Linked DNA regions of Anas platyrhynchos: region 1 is linked to region 2. A link is a contact called in public Hi-C data. All regions are on one chromosome and are shown on one strand. The core of a region is the stretch at or near the end of the contact, and the rest is flanking DNA. Distances in the headings are between cores, read along the strand shown.

What was found. A called contact is a pair of places that touch in the nucleus more often than the background predicts.
Region 1: a contact with region 2 is called in a Hi-C map of liver, with 2.0 times the contacts expected there. The contact joins two enhancer-like sites. A contact is called at or near these places in 2 of 8 Hi-C or Micro-C datasets (F5 follicle and liver).

The regions. Positions count from the first base shown.
Region 1 is chr6:32,234,669-32,241,553 of IASCAAS_PekinDuck_T2T, reverse strand. All of the region lies in intron 3 of TCF7L2 (transcription factor 7 like 2), which reads right to left. Among named protein-coding and RNA genes, the nearest start is that of TCF7L2, 88 kb to the right of the region's middle. Within about 2 kb of position 2,098, at least 4 of the 8 cell types and tissues checked have an H3K27ac peak or open chromatin away from gene starts, as enhancers often do. A contact at or near this core is called in F5 follicle, where this site is marked.
Region 2 is chr6:32,177,212-32,183,911 of IASCAAS_PekinDuck_T2T, reverse strand. All of the region lies in intron 3 of TCF7L2 (transcription factor 7 like 2), which reads right to left. Among named protein-coding and RNA genes, the nearest start is that of TCF7L2, 31 kb to the right of the region's middle. Within about 2 kb of position 4,646, at least 2 of the 8 cell types and tissues checked have an H3K27ac peak or open chromatin away from gene starts, as enhancers often do. A contact at or near this core is called in F5 follicle, where this site is marked.

The DNA of each region.
Region 1 (6,885 bases), core at 849-3,348, 60 kb before region 2:
CAGCAGGAGGACAGTGGGGGCTGCAGCAACGCAGACCAGAGCCTTTCGAAGGGTGCGAGCAGACTGCAGCCACTATCTCTGCCTGTGGGTTGCAGTAGAGACAACGCATTCATTCTGCTGTGCCTTGCGAGGGCACTCCCTCTTCCCCCCTACCACTCCCCACAAGACCACTAGCATTTTGAATTAAGTGTTATGTGTAAGTATTTCATTCACCCTTAGAGAGATATGGGCCAAACCAACGTGCATCGCTGTCAAGAATCCTGCTGCCTTAGCCAAACTCAAATCATTTATTTCTGGTGTTGTTACCCAAAGAAATTGCCTATTTAACAGACGAGAACAGCAGTGTAACAGAGACCAGACACTTGGAAATTTAGTACAACATATGAAACTGTGTCTCGCAGAATGGTAATTAAAAAAATGAACATAAAATTGACTTGGCTAAGAACACTGTCATATGGCTAAAATGCACACGCTAAGCATATGTTAGGCATTGTACGGCGTATCCGCACGGGTATCCCAAGGCTTGGTGCTCAGATAGCTTGGATTTAACTGTCTTAGAAATACCACTATCGGAAGGGGGTTTAGAGCCAAAATTAAATGGGAAGCCATTCCTTCCTTCAGTAGGAGAGAATAATCGTACTGGAAGGTCTCAAAACTATTAGGTTCGTCAGAGGGAATACAGTCGCATATTTATTAGTTGAATGCCCCTTAGCACACAGGAGTGTTTGGAATAATCTAAACTCCGTCTTTGGATTGGGAAGAAAGAGCTTATTGTTTGCTGGGGAGGGGGAAGCTCTGGTGGTAGCAGACACCTAAGTAGAGAAGGGGCTGTTGTGCTCTCAGCTACAGGAAAAAAAAAATAAAACATACAAAAGTCTCTCTCCTCAAACAATATGGTGACAAGACAGGGCACAACAATGTCTGAAGCCATCACAATCCATTACACTGGGAGCGCTACTGGCAGTGAGATTAAGTTATATTAATAAAGTATTTAACAGTCTAGACCTGACTTTCTATTACATCTGTCCAAGCACAGCCACTTGCATCTGTGCAAGATGAGCACTTGGCACCGATGGACATAGCTGGTCTCAATAAATAAAGAAAGAGTATCTGCAGATTTAATTGAGCACAGCGAGGGCAAGTTATTTTGTGTGTTATGGTTGGTAGCATTAACGTGAAGTTCTAAAGGCACCTCTGTAAATCACAGGACACATCTCCAGTGACTCTTCCTGCCATTACAAGCTAGGCAGTGGAAGAACAGACAGGCTGGATTTTAAGACTGTACTCCTAGAAAACTACTGCAGTTTGTATGAGAAACCAAGGGCTTATAAATACTGAAAGCCCATGTCCCTCTTCAGAGAGTCAGTGCCTGACAGGGACAGCTACAGGACAGCCCACACCGCTTACTCTCAAGACCCTGATCTTGCCGTCCCTCTCTGAACATTGTCAGGTCACAGCCAAGGTCCAAAATATCATCATCTTCTCTGACGAGGCGACATCCTGGGTGCCTGCAAACAGCCTTACGAACACATTGTGTGTTTGCTCGAGAAAAAACAGCAAGCAATACTGTCATTAAAACCACTCCTGAAAGAGACGCACAGCCCACCTCCTCTAATGCTAATGCTATCGCAGAAGGGATGTCAACCTCAGCTCTCACTGCTTCTTACAAGAGGCAGTCCTGCAGACAGCTTTACCCCCTCTGCAGCTGGGCAGTGCCAACCTGTGGGACTTCAGGCTTGTGGGCAAAGTGCTCAGCTCATGCCAGCTTCCCTTGACTGTAAATATTGTGTCATTGAGAAGCAGTGCCATGGGGAGTTCTGGACACCCTGAAGAGGACAGGCGGATGACAGCCTTTTCAAGCAACATCCCACAAGAGACAGCAGGGACCGAAAGGAAATGAAGTGACCAAAACGGAACTGTTTTAAATGATACTTTATGTTCAACTAAAATTTGCTAAATTGGAAGTGGTTTTAATTACATGCTTTTAAATGCTGACAAAGAAATTGCCAAAGTGTTTTCACAATATGACAAAGATAAGGTTGTCTGGATTGGGACAAACAACTTTTCCTCTCCTCCCCTTTTCCCTAACCTATCTCCCTGCAGCTCCAAGGGAGGACGAAAGGGGAGGAGGAATGCAAGCACAGAGTGCACAGAGTTGGAAGCGACTGCTGTAAGAGCAAAGGCAACAACAGCCATAACAGGAGAAAGTGGAAATGGCTCCGCCAGAAAGGGAAGGAGAGCTCCTAGCATGGGCTGAAATGAATATCCCCTGCAGGAGGACAAAAAAAAGAGGACATCACGCTTCTGAGCACTGGTATGTGATGACAGGGGAAGACACAAGTTTGACATTGACTGCAGATGGACGGAAATTCATGAGCAAAGCATGATGCACACACATTATTTATCCAAATCACAGCCAGGAAGCAAAAGGCATGTTCTGCACCCATGCAATGTATTTTACTTCTTCCCTCGTTCCCACTCAGCTCTTTGGGAAGGCAGAATCAGTACACTGAAATCTTTTTCTTTTTTTTTCTTTTTCTTTTTTAAACTCATTTCATCAGTGGACAGACAATGGAAAAGTTTTCTTTTGTCCCAGCCTGGACACAAAATCTGCATAGATCTAACTCTTCTGGAAAAGGAGCCAGTGAAACACCTAGCAAGAACACAATGCCAGCTAACAAAAGAAAAGCTCAGGGCTGATAAAATCAAGCCTCACATGAGCTCGTTTCAGGTGGCTGCATGAGGGAAGAAACTGCTTCTTCAAACAATGGGCGGCCGACTGCCACCGGCCCGATTTGCACTGACCGCATCCCGGCTGGGGCGGTGAAGTCGCGCTGCGCAACTGGTTGGGTCCAGCCCGAAGAGCATGGCCAAGAAACTGTGGACTGGAGTCAACAACCCCAGTGCCACACCACACCGATTTCCCCAGCTGGTAACAGACAGCAGATAGGGCTGGATGAGACCCAGCAGAGCTGCTGCCTCCAATGTGAATCCTCCCGGCGGGCTTCGGCATGCTCTGTTTTCTGGCAACTGCAGCATCGTGCTTCCACGCTCACTCAGTGTTTTCCAGGATGCATCACTTCCTCCTAGTTTCTTACAATGCCCTGGAAGCTATAAGTTATTGGGAGTTAAAACAGCACACTCTGTCACTGCCCTGAGGAGAAACATGATCTGCCTCAGCACCCTCGGGATCTGCGAAGTAAGGTGGACATTCGGCCACCCAAAGCATCTGTATGGTGAACACTTCAGCAGCCACCAGCCTCAGCATTCAAATGCAGCTCCCCAGAGCAGCCTCCTGCAAATAGCAATTCAATGTGGACACAGAGCAGCTGATTTTTAACCTTTTCCATGTTGCTAATAGAAGGTAGGGGTCCTAAAGGAAGAAAGTCAGTCCACCAACTTATTAGTTCTTGATTATCTTTACCTCCTGAATCGCCAGCTGCTTAGGAACAGGCCACCCACGCTCACAAGTCGGAAGCCCCTGGCCTCACCTTGCCGTTCCCTCCGATGCTGAGCAACAAATGCAAAGGTGAAACGTGACCCTGAACTACAGCCTCAGAGACGTTTGAGCTCTTATGGATGCTCAGCTCAACACGAGGCAGTTTTCCTGTAGGCTGCGTTTAGCAGCTTGCCTTTGTTGCGTTACAGGAGAATAAACCCCACAGTGAGCTCCAAGCTACTTCGGTTGGGCGATCGTAAATTCCAGAGGCCAGATTTTGTTGTCAGTTGCATGAAACATAAAAACAACTATTTCAACAGAATTACTCCACATGCCTGGCCCTTAGTCTTAACCAGTAATAGGGCAGATGCTGGCAAGATAAAGAGGCCATCTATGCTATCATTAATGAAGTTTCAGGTAAAACATGACGCAACATTATTTCAAAATCCTGACATATTGCTACAGGTATTTGGTGCTCTTCCCTTAATTACAATTGCTGGAGAGCATTTTTTTTTTCTCTCCAACGTTTGCTTGCCTGAAACCTAATGACTGTGTTAGAAAGTGTGCATCTGGACGGACTGTTTTTCTTTACTCATCACTGTCATTAGTGTCCAAAACTTACAGAAAGGGGAACAGACTCTTTTTTGGATAGATGGTTGGAGTCAAGACCCTCTCCAAAGAATTACTGGAGAAGTAAGGGGGAATCTCATCTGCTAATCCACCCATTGTACAAACTCAGCCCTCTATTAAACAAAAGTTGCATTAAAGCAATTTACCCACGGCCCCCCTTTCCTTGATTTCTTTGCAGCACTTTCATAAGATAAGCTCCCTCATTACCAATAGAGCCACGGTTGTCAAAGAAGCCAGTTGTTAAACAACACTTCGCAGTGATGCTATTAAAGCTTCCGGATAAAAGCTGCTAACAAGTGCAAAACAACTGCCTGGCATTTCCATCTGAGATGCTTTCCAAAGCTCCCTAGGCCATGCTTCAAGGAGGTCTGCCTATTAGGGGAACACTGCACGGCAAACAGGCTGGAGACACGCTGCCCATGACTTGCCAGCCCCCCAGCTAAGGTACATGTTCCACATCTTCCATGCTGTTTCTGCTTTGTAATAAAGTAGGGAGCTGAGAGCCCACAAGTCACAGTCACGAAGGACATAAAAACACCAAATCCACCGCAATGCTGGTATTTCACACAGACTTACAACAGAGGATGAGCATAAACACCAGGGGCTACAAGATGGGACTGGTACCCCTTGGCCATTTAACACCTACTCTGGAGTTTCACAACTAAAGATACAAAAAAAACAAAAGATAGCTTAAAAAGTTTGTTAGAACTATAACAAGACTTTTTGCCCATGCAAGAGATTTCGTTCTGCTCGGATTGTGTCAGACCAATTACAACAAAGTCTAATTTGGGACATTAAAACAGCGTGATATGGGCCTATTGTTGTTACATTCTCTTGGTAACAAAACTATGTGGTTATGCTATGCAGGGCAATGCTGAAAAATAAATAAATAAATATAAAGCCGCTAGGACACGTGTAGAAAAGAGTTAATTAAATTCAGATTCACAAAAGGAGAAGGAAATAGAAAAGTTGAGCCCCAAAATCTACTGATACATTGGTACCAGTTCAAAGAGGAGTTATCCAATGATCATTTTTCTCAATACTGCAAATACCTAAACTTCAAGAAAACCATTTGCTTACTTGCTTTTTTCCACTTCACTCTAATTTAAAACACCAACTTAGTTAACAAACAATCCTCCCAGAAGGAGAATAATGGTGGGAACTCTTTTACTATCTGATTTTAAACAGGCACACTCATCAGTGTATCTTCCCAATTTCCTAATAAGGACTCTGCAACACCCAGAAATTCCAGTTCCTTCAGGGAATCATCCTAGATTTTTATAGTGAAACTCACTCATGCTGTGAAAAGACTTAGGGGTAAAACGACTACTTGCAGGGCTTAGTCTTGACGATGTCCTAGTGACAGTGTCTTCTGTAGCTACAAACACCAGGGACTCCAGCCACTGATGGAGGTTTAAATCCTCGAAAACACCAGGACTGTCTATACTGTGATGATTTTACCAGGGATGAGGAGTTCAGCATTAAGCACTTCAAGGTGGGGATCAAAACTCTCTCCCAGGAGACTGCATGGCAAATTAGAAGTGACCACAACTATGAAATCTTAAAATATTCCAGAGACCGCGTGGGGTTGTGGGATCTATTGTCTACAGACCCTGACGGAAAATGGATGAGCTGGTTTTGTGGTTGAAGCCCCATCCCCTTCAAGGGCACCAGATTTCTCAAGTCACACACTGACATTTGGATCCCCAACACGCCTGACAACACGCTTGGGTTGACAGCTGCTTCTTCAGTATATGGTGTCTATAGTGATGATACTCCAAGCAGTATCTGGGGCAGACAGGGAGAATAAAGAAAAGGATGTGAAAGTAGTCAGTGGCATCTGAAGCCATCCATTTCGACAGCTTACCATCTCTTGCCACCAGATCCAATCTTTTGGCTTCCTTAACCTATGCAGTTACCTAAGAACCCTGTGCTTTATTTCATCCAGGCTCTCACTACTCCTGTACACACCCTAGCAGATCAGTCATATTTAAATCCAGTTTGTTCCGCTCCAGTTCACTCTACTCCCATTTTCAATATAAACTGGAAAATCCTTCTTGACTCTACCACCCCCAAGGACCAGTCACTCTCCCGCCCCTCAGCCCTGCTTCCCAGAGGTGCTAACGAAAGTCACCACTTTCCATGCTTTAGCCATGAGACCACCTTTGCTAAATACCACCTGCAAGGCTTCCACTGAGAGCCGGGTGCTTTTTGATGACCAAAGAGGAATCTGACAGTTCACAAGAGCTACTCTTACATACTGCTGGTGTCAGCAGTCATTGATAACCAACTCACTTATCTCCTCTAAAACCAAATAAATAAAAGGTGTAGCACCTATGTAAGTCCATGGACAGCCTTATTTTATGGAGACTGCTCCACTTGGCTAGTCTCACGTCATGTCCGAGAACACGTCCCCAGCATGCCAGGCAGGGCTGTGTCACGCAGCCCGACCAGCCCCAGCAGGGCTCCTGCGCTCACGAGGCACTCTGGGGATACTGGCCTGGGTCATGGGCGCTGTTTAATGGCATCGCCGTACTCCTACGCCCACTGTAATTAGCGAGACAAATTAGTCCAGGTGCCGTACCAGAGTGAGCAACTTAATTCTGCATTCACTTGCACTGAGCTGTAACGTTCAGCAGGCAGGAGGCCACACTCGGCTGGTCCTTTGTGCTCCTTCCTGATCTGTAAGGGCCATGGGATTCCTTTTAAAGCTAGGAAAAGCCAGCACAAATATTTGGCTTGACTTTCTGCACAGCACAGCCACCGGTTACTCACCAGGAATGTTTTGGAGCAGAGAACACATTTTTCTACAGGTC
Region 2 (6,700 bases), core at 3,397-5,896:
GTGTCAAGAGGACTACTTGAGGCAGCTCTGTGGAGTACTGACAGGGGAGGTAAGGAGAGGGAAGGAAAAAGGAAAGCACTGCAAGTATCGTGGGGCTTGAGCAAATCATTTCAGCTGAAGTACTAGTCTGGGATAAAGCATCCAACCAACCTGTAGTTCCAGTACGCTTTATTATACTACAGTTAAAGTAGAGTTTTACTAATGGACACCATGCTGGAGTTCATTGATTGATTGTTATCTTTTCAAATTACAGGAAGGGGACACGGCAAGGTCTGCTGATAAGTCACAATGCCTTTTTGTATTCCTGGAGCTAACAGTGCTGTGCAGAAACACCAAGCTGATGCTACCTGTTATCAAATACATCCGAATACATTTTTCCTGGGTGAGAATATAACTGAATAGAGTGCAAGACCTTTCTAGTGACTACTGACCAGCTTTGTTCAGGGAAGATCAATGTCTCTTGGACCAGAACCTATGTAATGACACGTGTCTGGTCACAGTGCTGCTCCACAGAAGTCACAGGTGAGGGAGAAGAGACTCCAAATGCCTTAAGATACTTTTGGAGACTACCCAGGAATAACAGAGGTGGCCTCGTATGCAAGCTTGTACTACGCAGTTTTATCCAGGAAAACAAGTACATACAAGTAAACAGCATTGCCTCACACATGTCCCAGAGGCACTGCATACATAGGAGGACTTGGTTAAGCTCTCAGTGCTCTAACAGAGCCCAGCTGTGTGGTGGCCTCAGATCTCCCACCCCACTGCCCTGCAGCTCACAGAAGCAAGAGACACCACCACGCGGGCATGGCCACACGCCAGCCTGGTCCTCAGAGGTGGTCCCACCTCAGCCAGCTACGAACTGCTATGCAATGAACAGGAGCAAGAGCCTGTGGTCAGCTCGTCATCTTTAACATCTAGATCTCTGCATACAAGCTCCTTTCAGCAGCTCAGCCAACTCACTCAACCTCTCCACATCTCACTTTGCCCACCCGTGAAACACAACCAGCACTACCCAAAGCTGTGCCCTCATGGAGGATGGAAAACTCTTTATCAGATAAACCTGGGCAGACTCCCCTGGCTCCCCATGCTCCCTGCTTAATTTTTCTTAGTTTAATCAAGATTTAAGTTTCATCCAGCTCCAACAGTTGACTTAAAAATCTCAGCTCAATTTTTAAACAGCAAGCGTGAAGTATCAAGGGGGGAAGGAGAAGGATGGCTGAGGCAGATACAATACATAACTTGGCTCCTTTCGCTGTTTTGTGTAACTTCCTGCATAACTGAAGTAAGATCCAGCAAACACTCAGAGGGAAAGTGATAAATAACCACTAGAGTAGGAAACAGAGAGATGCCTTCACATACCTCACCCTCTTATTTTTCTCCATCTGTCCACAAAATTTTCCCTCTGACCATCCCATACGTGGACATGCATCTACCTCCGAGCAAACCAACAACTTGCAGGACAGCTGTAGGACTACACAGTTGGTGTCTCCTCCACAGTAACAGTACACAGAAAAATATTTAGCAAAGCTGAAACCTTGGGATAAGTTCATAAAGCCATCAGGCCCTGAACTAATCAGGGACCACTTCTATCTTCAGTTAGGAATTACACAACGTTAGTTCCAGCCCAGAGTTAGCTGGAAACTTTTTGATTCAAAAACTTGTTTCCTTGAGATTCTGGGGCTCACAGGAAAGAACAAGTTCACCACCTTCTTGGGCAGGGGAGGAAAGACATGCCCATACAGAGGTATTTCACATCATTTCTAGAGAATCTGATCTTAAAGCACAGATACATGTTATAAGTAGGAAGACCTTTCTAACTGCTCAGGGAAGCAATGTGAAAGAAAATACATATATATATATATATAAAGGAATAAAAGGAATTTAAGGAATAAACTACTTCAAAGTTTTAGTTGGTTTTGGTTTAATTAACCTAAGTAACAAGACTGCTACTGTTGCCTTTGTATGAACAGTATTTGTTCATGAAATTCTATTTACACAACTATTTATAAAAAATAATAAGTGAGGGTTTAGAGGCAGGTTTATAACTATGCTTAAGTCTGCAATCCAGAGCAACTACCAACATTATCCTAGACTTACAGATCACAAAAATTGCTATTCCTTCACACCGCACCATCACATGTTTGAGACTGCTGCATTATGCAGATTGGCACAGGCAGTTTGTTGTGCAAGACGGGTTACAAAAAAAGTTTGATGCAAACTTTATACCCTTTTATTTGTATAAGAGCAGTGCCCAAAGGCACCAACAGAGAACAGAGTCCTTTTGTGCTAGGTACTGTACAAACAAGAGAGTGAGAAAGACTGACCCTGCCCAAAAAAACAGATGGGAGGGAAAAAGAGAGGCACAGAAAAGGGAAAAGATTTAAATGAGAGACCTGTGAATTGCAGTATAGGTGTCTAAGCTAAGTAACGCATTGCCTCTCTGAGCGGGTAACACATGGGGAAGTCGGTAACACAGAACAAGTTTCCTCAATCTCCTCCCCAAAGAGTAATCTAGGTTCCAGCTACAGCAAGCATCCCTGAGGAAGCAGCAGAGGAACTTCCTACAGCGTAGCAGAGAACGTCTACATACCAAGCACCGAGCCATCTCAAGTCTGGTCACTACGAAGTGACGAAGGAAACAAATGAGCTGAATTTGCTCCGCTGGAACACTGGGACACTCCCCTTGCCAGGGGAATAAAACTCCTGTTTCTAGTAGGGGAGGCTGAGGCATCAGGTTTCAGAAGCCATGGCACTTATAGCCACAGGAAAAGCTGCCAGCAGCTGAGACATAAAAATTGCTCGTCTCGGGCTTGTGGTCAGAGTTAACATTTGGGGGGTATTTCCACGGACAAACAGATAAAGAGGGAATGCTTTCCTGGCAGATTTATTAATCCGTAAATGCTGGCTGAAGACACTGGGCTGTTTGGGGCGGTGGAGTCTCGGAGAGATGGATTAGCAGAAGTGTAGATGAGGTGGCCGTGGGTGCATAATGCTAATTAAATATAGTCTGCAATTTATAAAATGGGTTTGTATATATAAAACTACGTTTCTCACCACTAATCACAAAAGATCAAGTAAAATCACCTTCTACAGCACACGGGGGGTTATACACTTATTAATTGGAACGAACCATCAGAAGGTGTTTACTGTGCCTATAAACCATACTCTCGCTCTAATGAAAGCAATGCTACATCACCAACAGACCATGTTCCCAAGGCCCACAGAGCGTGGCGAGCTGTAAAACGAAAATAAAGTCTTCAAGTACAGGAGAATTCCTTGCAAACAAAAGAAACAGACGCGCAGTGAAGTAGTATAAAACTGGCAACAGATTTCCTCCTCTTGCTGCCACTAATTTCATGCCTATCAATAAGATGAATAATTCCACAGCTCGTTTTCTGTGTAGTCTTTTGTTTTCCTACCCCATGGAGATAAATTATGTCTTCGTATGCCCTCCACCACCCAACCCGTGTCAACTATACATGGGCCACCTTGATCACTCCAGCATGTTCTCAGGAAATCACATTGCCCTTCTGGAATCGTCTGTGCTTTGCTAGGGGCAATTCATGTGCACTAGATAAAAGCCTCTCCTACTTTTCAGGAAGATATCAATCAGAAGACAAAGCCTTCTAAGAAGGTGTTTATGGTCACATCACACGTTAAACCAGTCAGCATTATTAGTTCTTCAATAATGAGTTGATAGCTTTAGTCCTCTTTACAGTATCATCATGGAGAGTCTGATGAAATTGGAGAGCTGTACAGTAAAACATTGTCCTTCAACGGCTGGTCTACCAGTGGCTGCAATCCTGCACAGTATATGAAGGTGACGGAGGGAAATAGTGAATGAATCGAGTAGGTTAGATCCAGTTTTTGGTTTCTTTTGGGTGCAAAAATCTTTCCCTACTGACTCTAAGGTTATTGATGGGGACAAACAGAGTTGTCATTTCTCAATTTTATCACAGGGCTGATAGTACTTCGTGTTTCGTACACAAGTTCTGGGGTGCATGATGCTAGGGAAAAAAACATTAGTTTTCACCTTCAGGAAGAGGTTTCCACTGCTTTCAAACACACAAAGATTTTGATGCTTTGCAAATTTAAAAAGCAGTAGTTCTTCACTTCCCCTCATTCACCAATTTTCAGTTGGGAAATTCAAGGGTCACGATATTTTTTTTTCCTTCAGTATGTATTGTGTATAGGCAATAGGAAGCAAAAGCATTACTAGAAGTAAGTAAAATCCAAAGAGTTTCTTGTATTAAAAGTTTAATAATTATTATTTAAAAAAAAAAAAAAAGAAAGTCATAATTACATCCCAACTCAGTGAAATAATTCACATACACAGGATTCTGAGAAAAAAAAAAAAAAAAAAAAAAAGCTTCACCAGTTTCAAGCTACTCAACAGACTAAGTCAGACGTATCTTTCCTGAAGGGGAGATGTTCAGTCTCCATCCAGTTCATGTGGTGGTCAAGGGGAGCTATTTTACCCTACAGTAATTCTCAAGCAGTTTTTCTTATCTCGCCTAAAGATCTAACGAGCAGTGGGACTTGCAAAGAGCAAAGTTAACAACTCTAGAAGCTACTCTGAAGGTTGCTGATAAAAACCACAAAACCAAGAACTCAATTGGAAAGTAGGCTAAAGAGCACAAACTCTGAGATAAAAAGCCACTCTCGCTGTAAATAACAATGATAACAGAACCACTAAAGCAGAAATCAAAACCCTACGTACTTTGCATGTGGTTTTTGACTGCAAACCGATTCATTTGGTTCCCCTCAATTCACACACCAATGCAACCAATATTTTGCATATTGATCAAAAGGAAAACCATAACATAACACAGACCTCAGTCACTGCATCTAACCACAGATTAGTGTTAAAAAAAAAAAAAAAAAGAAAACAATACTTGTAAGGCACCTTTAAATATGACGAATGCAAAAAGTTGTCTTAAATACACACAACCTAGCTTGAACTTTTTCAAATAAATCAACCAACGAGCTTACCCTATCAGCATTGCTCACACTGCATGCTTAGAACATGTTTTTCTTTTCCATTTTAAAATACACCATTTAGAACAAAAGTCAGAAGATGGGAAAACACTAGATATGAAAAGCAGATGAACACTGATACTGTTGTTGGAACTATTCGCTAGTCTATTCCTTCACATGTTGTGTGGTTAGGGTTTTGTTTTTTTCTTTTGCATTTCTACTTGTTTGTTCCTTGATAGTAGGAAAAAAAAAAGAAAGAAAATAAAAGAAAGAAAAACACTACAGCATCACACAGACTTTGAAGTTCACACATTACTGAGGTAAAATTCACAGCCCTGTTGCTGAGATTTCATTAGACACAGCTCTACAAATGCTAAATTGGTAGAATAATAGTTCATCACCTTTAAAAATAGGCATATTATATTGTTATAAAAATGGGACTCAAACATCTTAAAATTATCACAGGTTTGGCCAACACAAAAAAAATCTGCAATCTGCTCCAAAATAATGCTTAGAAATGATAAAATCTGCTTGAATTCAAAGACCAATCTTGAGGACAAAAATACAGGTATTGTGCCTGAGCACAGTCTCTTATAGGACTGAAAGTCCTTGGCAGTACATATGGCTCAATACTTATATTCATTTTCTTGTAATTTCAAAAATATTAATTTCATTCTTGTAATTTCAAAATACTCATTTTCTTGGTTTTTTTTTTTGTTTGTTTGTTTGTTTGTTTTTTTTTCCTTTTCCACTGGGAAAAATAAAAATCCCCCATTCCCTCAAAATTGTTTGTAAAGTTCAAAACCATTTCTCCTTCCTCTCTTTACATACAGAAGGAAACAGCAGTGTTTCAACAGAAAGTGACAGTGGGAAATTCTACTATAAGGAGCTGCAGCAGGAAAGGTAGCACAGAAACAAATCCCCTTTACTAAAACTGCATTTTAAAAATCCAACATATCCAACAGAGTATATCCCTACTGACTTTGACTAGGATTTTCCATGAGATGGCTAAAATCAATACAATTTTTGCTCAAACTCTAAGTGGAAAAAATAAAATAAAATGTGCATGTGGTCAGGAAGAAACAAAGCCTGAAATGTGTCATGCAATCTGGCTTGGCTATCCCATTCCAAACCCTTCTGAGAACATGAAACCACAATGCTATAATGAAAATTCTTTCATATACATAATTATTGAACACAATCAGCATTGAGGAGAAAAAAAAAAAAAAAAGAGAAGTCCAAATACACAGCTCCCATCCTTAGAAACTGTCAGCCAGCATAATCATTCAGCAGCTTATGCTTTTACATGGGATTTTGTTAGGAAGTTAAAGGGGAAAAGAAAAAAAAACTTCAGTGGAAGGGGATATTTAAAATAAATAAATAAGTAAATAACATACTTCAGAAGTGCTTTTTAATTTCTTTCATTTTATCCAGCTCTTATTTATTCTAACCACACTCCTCCAAAGTCCATTCCACCTCAGGAGAGCCCATTTTCCAAAATATTCCACCTCTGGAATGGTATTAACAAGCACTAACTCCCATTTCATAGATGTCCAAACCGAAGCAGAGACAACCAGCCCCAAGGTCAAGCAGGATTTCTGTAATGCTCAGAAGCCATCTGAACCCGTTGGGTTCAACATCTCCTGCACCCTTCCTCTCTCATTTTAAACAGCCTTGTTTGTGTCTGACACCCTTATCAGCTGAACTGTTTTTCTTAATGGAC